Linked DNA regions of Rattus norvegicus: region 1 is linked to region 2. The links are chromatin contacts, called in public Hi-C maps. All regions are on one chromosome and are shown on one strand. The core of a region is the stretch at or near the end of the contact, and the rest is flanking DNA. Distances in the headings are between cores, read along the strand shown. Region 1 has its middle 24 kb from the start of Kpna2. Region 2 holds the start of Smurf2 (SMAD specific E3 ubiquitin protein ligase 2).

Region 1 (4,040 bases), core at 905-3,404, 60 kb after region 2:
GATGCTACACACACACACACACACACACACACACACACACACACACACACACACTTTCTCTCTCTCCACTTTTTGACATTCTATAGGCTACAGACATCATTTTCTTCCTCACACATGCAAAACCTAGATTTTTTTTTTAAAAAGGCATATGTGACGGTTTGACTAAAATGGCCTCCATAGTCCCATGGGGAGTGGCACTGTTAGGAGGTATGGCCTTGTTGGAGGAAGTGTGTCACTGTGGGGGCAGGATTGGTTGTCTCCTATGCTCAAGCTCTACCCAGTGTGGCTCACAGTCTCCTTCTAGCTGCCTGCAGACCAAGATGTAGAATTCTTGGCTCCTCCAGCACCATGTCTGCCTAGATGCTATCATGTGTCCCACCATGATGATAGTGGACTAAACCTCTGAAACTGTAAGCCAGCCCCAATTAAACGTTTGCCTTTATAAGAGCTGTCTTGGCCAGGGCTGGAGAGATGGCTCAGAAGTTAAGAGTGGTGACTGCTCTTCCAGAGGTCCTGAGTTCAATTCTCAGCAACCACACGGTGGCTCATAACCATCTGTAATGAGATCTGGTGACCTCTTCTGGCCTACAGGCATACATGCAGGCATAACACTGTATACATAAATAAATCTTAAAAAAGAAAAAAAAAAAAAGAGTTGCCTTGGTCATGGTATCTCTTCACTGCAAGGAAACCCTAACTAGGACAACAGGTATGAACCACTGCAAATAGCACCTACTATCTATCCTCTGGCTGGCTGCATATCTCTGTCTCTAATTTTGTTTTCAGGACAGGGTTTCTCAGTGTAGCCCTGGCTGTCCTGGAACTTGCTCTGTAAACCAGGCTGAGCTTCAACTCAGTCATCCACCTGTCTCTGCCTCCCAAGTGCATGAGACACCACTGTCTTGCTTGTCTTTGATGTTTTTTTAAGCTGAAATTATTTACTCCTTTTAAATTCTGGGGGTGAGGTGGATATTTTTATATTATGTATATGGGTGTTTTGCCTGCTTATACATCTGTGTGCCATGTATGTGCCTCATGCCCAAGGAGGTCAGGAGAGGGAGGTTAGATCCCCTGGTACTGGAGTTACAGATAGTGGTTAGCTACCCTCTAGATGCTGGGAATGGAACCATCAGTGATCTTAACCTCTGAACCATCTCTCTAAACAGGGTCTCCCTCTAGAGTCCCATCTAGCTTAAACTTGCTAGATAGGCCCAGACTAGCCTTGAATTCACAGGCTCTGCCTCTGCCTCTCAAATATTGTGATTACAGGTTAGCGCCAGCACACCTGGTTCTCTGTTTAAAATAAACAACTTTTTAAAAAAGTGTCTCTATATGTAACCCTGCAAGCCTGGGATTCTCTGTATAGACCACGCTGATATCAAACTCCTGGCAATGCCCCCCTCCTCAGCCTCCTGGAATTACCAGTGTGACCCAGAACATCCAGCTTCCCCCTACAACTGTTAAACCCAGGTAGAAACGACTGTGTGCACATGCACATGTGCACACCTCAGTTGGCTCTAACTTGGGCTGCTAAGGGCAGGGAGCAGTTCACCCCAGCAGCGGTGAGCACACAGTGACCAGAAACCTGACTTCCAAACACTATTTTCACCAAACAGAATCAGAGAGAACTGGTCGCTTCTGTGGCTAGGACAGGGAAAAAAAAAAAAAAAAGACAAGAGAAACCTGGAACAGTTTGTGTTAGAAAGCTCCAGGAATGATGGATCGTGGCAAAGTAGACCCAGCAACCAGCTTGAACAGGTTTCCACTGGCCAAAACGGGAAGAATTCAACTGCTAAAGTAAACAGTGGGAGTTTCAGGGCTGTAGCCCTTGGAATCCACGAGGCTGCTCAGACTTAGGTCTCCTGTCCGAGAGCTTGGGGCGAGGTGGTACCACAGATGAAGGATACCCAGCCCTCAGTTGGCTTTCAAGTCTTCATTTATGGTGCCCCCTTCCCCATGTGACACACGAGTGGAAAGGACATGACGCATGGAGCAAGCTATCGTCCCCAAAATTCCTAGACAGACCATCCAGGACATATGGACTTTGGACGTTTGTCCAGTGTCCTTTCCAGCTTCCTGTCACATTGTGGGAAGGAGAGATACAGGGATGCCAGAGAGAACCAGCTGTGAGGGCGAGGCAGGCAGAGGGCCAGGAGAGGCTGGTTGGCCACTGCTGCCTCCGGTGAACCTGTGGCCAGCGCAGAGGGTTGGGCAGGGGCCTCCTGCAGAGAGAGGTCCCCTCCACATCTGGTTCACATTGCAAGGTAAAAACAAACAGGTCTTAGCTGGAAAAGGTCCAGTAGATTTAGCCAAGTCATGTAGCTGGGACAGCAGGAGACAGCAGGGCACAGTGTCACCTCTTCCATAGGTCACCAGGCCTGGCTGGCTCCCAAGGGTTTTGCAGAGGGAAGGCAATTGGAAAAGAGGCCCCTGGGGCTGGGGATTTAGCTCAGTGGTAGACGCTTACCTAGGAAGCGCAAGGCCCTGGGTTCGGTCCCCAGCTCCGAAAAAAAAAGAACCAAAAAAAAAAAAAAAAAAAAAGGAAAAGAGGCCCCTTCTCTGCATAGACTGACACTATCTGGACCCAGCTCTGCCTAATGTACAAAACAGCTTCCTGTGTCATTGTCCAGAGGGGCTGGTTCTTGGACTTGCGGGTGACTCATTTCAGCATGAGGCCCGTCCACCCTTGTCTACCCAGAGCAACTCATTTAGTCTGGCAGGGCCGCATCGCCATGCAGTCTTGGGTCGCTATCTAAGTGTCTCTGAACCCTTTCCCCCAGCAGTACAGGGTTATGATCCCTTCTTTCCAGGGCCGTGGAAATCTGTTCGAGTGGCTGAGCACAAGGCACAGCTATGAATCAGAAAGCTCTCGGGCACATCTGTCGTCCCTGCTGGTCACTCGGGGACCAGTCTCATGTCTTCCATTGGCTCTGAAGACGTTTAATAAGTAACACAGGAGGAAAACCTTTTCTTCCAAGCTTTCCACCCTGGCAATCAGCACATCCCTGACAGAATGGGGTAAGGGGTGTGGATAGGTCATAGCTCACCCTGACAGTCTGGCTGAGTGGTTGTAGGAGGCTCTGTTACTCTCTCTGCCCCTGTTCTTGCTCCTGCTTTCTGAGGGCTCATGGTAATGGAGGGGATTCATACATTGGAGGGTGGCATGGTTTGGGGTGAACACTACTCTCCTTCCCAGTTTCACATGCAAGACTTTGCTCTAAAAGGAAGCATGCCGGGCTGTAACTTTAAAACCAGTGCTGGCACTTCAGTGAATCGGGAGCAGACAGAACCAAGCTAGGTTGATGCTGGGAGGCAGACCTGGGTTCCCACCTGTGGGCACCCTTCGGTGGCCTTAGGTTCCCCGTCTCCTCTCTCCTTTTGCTATCATCAGATCTACAACAACGCCACTACGCTTTGGCTTGATGAAGCCAGCTTGCTCTCCCTGGGCTACTGTAGAGTATTTGGGGGTTGGGGAGTGGGGGAGGTGCTGTTTCTGTGGATGCAACCATTTGTGATCAAAAGTCAAAAAGCAGAAACCTCTTACACATAAGATCCGGGATGCCACTTCCTGGGTGTTCAAAAATGTCATCTGGTTATACTTCAGCCAATCATCTGGCTTCATAGGGGTGTGTGTGTGTGTGTGTGTGTGTGTGTGTGTGTGTACATACCTGTGTCCCAGAGGCCAGAGGAAGATCCCTCAGAACTGGAATGACAGGTATTTGCAGACACCCAAAGTTTGTTACGTGGGTGCTGGAATCTCACCTTAGGTCCTTACGAATCAGCTGCTAGTGTTTTTTGTTTTTGTTTTTGTTTTTGTTTGTTTGATTTTCTCTATATCGCCCTGGCTGTCCTGGAACCTGCTCTATACACCAAGCTGGCCTCTGTCTCCCCTCAGTCCCATTCCCAATTTTCACATGGGTTTTAGGGAAACAAACCCAAGTCCTCGTGTTTGCACAGGGCGTGTTCTGCCCACTAAGTCATCCCTCTATCCCCCAGCTTGGTTTCTCACCAGAAAAGGGGACTTTTGACCAAACACACAC
Region 2 (4,300 bases), core at 1,517-4,016:
TTTATACTATTTAATTCGTAAATGATGAACAAAAATGAAAAAATGTGAGTTAATGTTCCTTGCAAAACAGGAGATTCCACCATATGTAATCAAAGAGACAACAATGGTTTTAATATTTGTCAGACTTTGCGAAAACTATTCACAGGAAAATTCCCAATAGCTTTAAAAAATTGAGAGTAGTTCAAACTGTTTTTACAATTAAGAGGAGAGGACAGATATTTAAAATTCTTCAGAAAAAGCTAAGTGTACAAAATCACTCTATAAATTTAGTCGAATGTATCCTCTTGCTCAGAAACTAAGTGTGATCTTTTTCCTCTCAAACTTCACTCAAGGGAAGTTTCTTTAGTGCAGTGGTTATCATGTTCACCTAACAAATGCCACTCATAAATCTTTTTAAACTATCATATACAGAAAAAAAATGACATAAATATAAGAGCTGCTCAGTCACACTACCCCTCAGAACACTGAGGGTTAAGGTATTTTCTCTCAAGCCTGATGACCTAAGTCTGACTGGTAAGACTCACAAGGTGAAAAGGGTGATCCCACCTTATCCTGTCCACCACATGTACTCCATGGCCATGAGACAGACACACACAGACAGAGACACAGACACACACACACACACACACACACACACACACACAGAGAGAGAGAGAGAGAGAGAGAGAGAGAGAGAGAACATAAATGTAACAAAACCTCAGAACTCATTTTTAATAATTCATTTGAATTCTATATGCATTGGGTATGAGTGTGTCAGATCCCCTGGAACTGGAGTTACAGACAGTTGTGACCTGGAATGTGGGTGCTGGGAATTAAACCTTTGGAAGAACAGGCAGTACTCTTAACTATTATGCAATCTCTCCAGCCCACCTCAGAACTCATTTTTATCTAAAGAAAACCCAAACCTCTCTTTTTCTCTCCCATGTATGTATCCCAGAAGAAAATTACAGCCCATTTCCGATGGCTTTTGCACACCTACACTCACAATTTCTTTCTGTAATTGGCACAGACCTGCCTAGTAAGAATATCAATATATAAACTAGAGCACCAAAGATCCTTTATAATTGTGTTCCACTGACTCCCCCAAAAGAACAGTAAAGATGAAGATCAAAGCACGCCCCCCAACCTAGTGTTAATAATACCTTGTGATTTCCCTAGGGAAAGAAACGCTTTCAGGTCAGTGCAATGTATATATTTTTTCATTACTGGAGATTGGGGCAGTATGTGTACACAAGTGCAGGTGCTTGTGGGAGGCCAGATGCATCAGATCCCCTGCAGCTAGAGTTACAGGTGGTAGTGAGCCAAGGACCTGGGTGGGGGGTGCTGGGAGTAGAACTCCGGTCCCCTTAGAGAACAGGATACACTTAACCACTGAGCCATCTCTTCAGCCTCAAAGGGAAAGTATTTGAAGCTGTAGCCAACATACATTCAAACTAAATTCTCAAATACCAAATTCACTTCAAGTTACCTAAAAGGTACAGCCAACGGACTGGCATTTAACACAGGCATTCAACTACAACATTCGTCCACATAAATTTCAAAGTTTAGTGTGGGCAAGCATAATTACAGCTTATCCTTCGCTGGTGCACACACATATGAACCAACTAACTGCAAAATGACGTCTTTTTCACCACACATCTGAATATAAATGCGGACAATTTACTTACTGTGAACGATGCGTCTAGCTAGCAGAGGGACAATAGTTTCACTTACACTCTTTAAACCAAACGCAATTTTCCTTAAAAGGAGGGAGATGCGACCACGGAAGAATATCAGAAGTGGCATCATAAGCAAATTATACCTGTAATACGTTAACAACTTGCTGCACCTGGGAACATAAACAGTCTTTAACAAATCCCTCTGAGCATTCCTTTCCATTTAGAAAGGGGCGCGAAGTGTGGAAGAGAACCAGTAAAAGTTCGCTTAAAAGTTTATGTAGGAGTCCAAGACTTAGAAACACATTTCCAAGCAAGCGATTCTAAACCATGTCTGGAGTTCAGACGTGAGCCACTAGTTCTGCGGCCTACAAGGAACAACCCCAAACACGCTACCCTACAATCAAACAACTTCCAAAACACAGAGTGTACAATGAGCCGGGAGTCGTGGGATCAGGCAGACACGCCGGAAAAGCCAACCACAGTCTCAGTCCCTCCCAGAGACGTGCGTTTTAAGGTGTGTGGCACTGGCCGCAGAGGTTGGCAGCTAGAGAGTAAAGGTTTCACACCCGGGCATAGGTAGGTGTCCAAGTTAACAACCCGGGAACACACGCACTCTCCCGTTAAGCACTCAACTCCATATTTAAGGAGTGTTTACTGCGCGCAGTCAGCAACTGGATTCAGTAATCCCCTTCACGACCCCACCTGGGCAATAGCCCAGGGGCTGCTCCTGTGACCCCAAGAAACTAGATGTCCGGACCTCAAATCCGCCCTCCACGGGAGACCCACGGGCCACACACTTGGCGTTCTGAAGAATTTCCCAACCCCAGCTAAGTGGTTCTCCAATGACTCCCTGAACTAGGCCTTCCCACGCCCGGATTCCCGTCCAACGCCACCACCGACCGCGACCCCGGCCCTCCGCCTGCCCACAGGCGCCGCAGCCGCCCGCCCTGCTCACCTGTCAGGCGCAGCTTGACGGGCCCGTTCCTCCGGCCTCCGGGGTTAGACATGTCCCCAGCGGCGGGGGAGGCGGCGGCGGCGGCGGCGCTCGCGGCCCGCGGGCGGGCGGGCTGGGCTGGGCTGGGACGACGGCGAGGCGCGGAGGAGTCACCACAGCGGCCGGGGCCGGGGTCCGAACAGCCCGCGCCGCGGCCGCCAGGGCCGGAGGGTCCCGGATGTGCCGAGCGCCGTCGCCATGAGCCGCGGAGGGAGCGGGACGCAGAGCTCCCCCCTCCTCCCACTTCTGCTTCCTCGGCCCGGGCCGCACAACAAAGCGGCAGCCGCGGCCGGCCGCGCCGCCTCCGCCTCGCGCCCCCGCCGCCTCCTGTCCTCGCGGCCCGCCTCGGTCTCCCCTTCTCGGTGCCGCGAGGCCTGGGAGCCGATGGTGCGAAGTCTGCTGAGGCGGGCGGGTGCTCGGCCGCTTCCTCCTCCGCCCGCCCTCTTGTCTGAGGGAACCCGGTCCTGGGGCCGCTGCCGCCGCCGCCGCCGCCGCCGCCGCCGCCACTCGTCGGCTCCTGGGGGCGGGGAGGAGACGGGGGCGGGGCCTGTTGCAGGGCGGGGTTTGTGGTGGGCAGGGCCGTCTCGGGGGCGGGGTTGTGGGCGAGGTCTCCTGCGCCTAGGGCGCCGGAGGAAGGCCGGACTCCGCGCGGGACGCAGGGAGCGCGTGTGTCCCGGCCCAGACCCATCTCTGAACTCCACCGCCCGGCGGCGCCGGCTCCGTGGCACCAGAGGGGCCTGCTGACCAGCTAGCTCACTGAAAGACAGCCTGTGTCCCTACAGGGCAGAATGCCCGAGTAATACTCCCACTGCGCGCCCTAAGAGGCTGGCGAGAGTAAAGTAAAGTTAGACCCGAGTCCGAAGAATTAATTCGACAAGACGCTATTCCCACATCGAACGTTCCAGCAAATTCCCAGGAGTGCTTAGCTCTTAGTATTGTAATTGCCACCTCCACGGACTCACCTGGTACTCCAGATCCGGTTACTTACCTGCTCGGACTCTTTTTTTTTTTTCCCTAGCAGGACAGGCATAGGGAGATGATACAAATACCGCCAAGGACTGTGAACAAGATAGATAGGTGGATACTGTGTTTAAAGCTCAGGCAGTACTGTATCTTGCTATCCCAGGAGGAAAAAAAAAAAAAGACAAAATGAACAGGACTGTAACTCTGATGCGGTAACTTACAGTAATAGGAACTTATTCTGGACAAATAAATAATACAGGTGTTTGGGGGTTTTGTTTTACAAGGCTGGGATGAGAGTATAGCCCAATAATGAATTGTATTACATCAGCAGCAAGACATTTTTATGCAGCTATCTAAATGGCAATTGTGGTGACCACGTTACATGGAAGATTTTATATGTAATGCAGGGTTTAAATGGAGAATACAAGTTCTATGTGCACATAAGTAGTAATGAAAACTAAGGATAAAGTGTGGATTTGTATCCACGTTGACTTTGCTTAAGGCTGTTATAACATTAATGCCGTTTAGACTGTTCGTTGAAGTCTAATACATTTTAATCCAAAACAATGTAAATGGTTGCTTACAATCTATCGGTTAAGACACTTCATTCTCCAGATGAAACCCAAAAGCATTTCATCAGTCTAAGTACACTCCTACGGATTAAAGTGATCCCCAAATCATAAGT

What was found. Hi-C and Micro-C count contacts between places; a contact is called where the count stands out from the background.
Region 1: a contact with region 2 is called in a Hi-C map of liver, with 6 times the contacts expected there. The contact joins the enhancer-like site here to the promoter of Smurf2 in region 2. A contact is called at or near these places in 6 of 12 Hi-C or Micro-C datasets (the A7r5 cell line, hepatocytes, kidney and 2 more).

Annotation. Positions count from the first base shown.
Region 1 is chr10:92,419,852-92,423,891 of GRCr8, forward strand. No RefSeq gene overlaps it. Among named protein-coding and RNA genes, the nearest start is that of Kpna2, 24 kb to the right of the region's middle. Within about 2 kb of position 2,155, at least 15 of the 93 cell types and tissues checked have an H3K27ac peak or open chromatin away from gene starts, as enhancers often do. A contact at or near this core is called in the A7r5 cell line, hepatocytes and liver, where this site is marked.
Region 2 is chr10:92,359,014-92,363,313 of GRCr8, forward strand. Smurf2 (SMAD specific E3 ubiquitin protein ligase 2) reads right to left here and starts at 2,767. Exons shown (of 19, transcript NM_001107061.2): 1 at 2,614-2,767. The coding sequence starts at 2,665.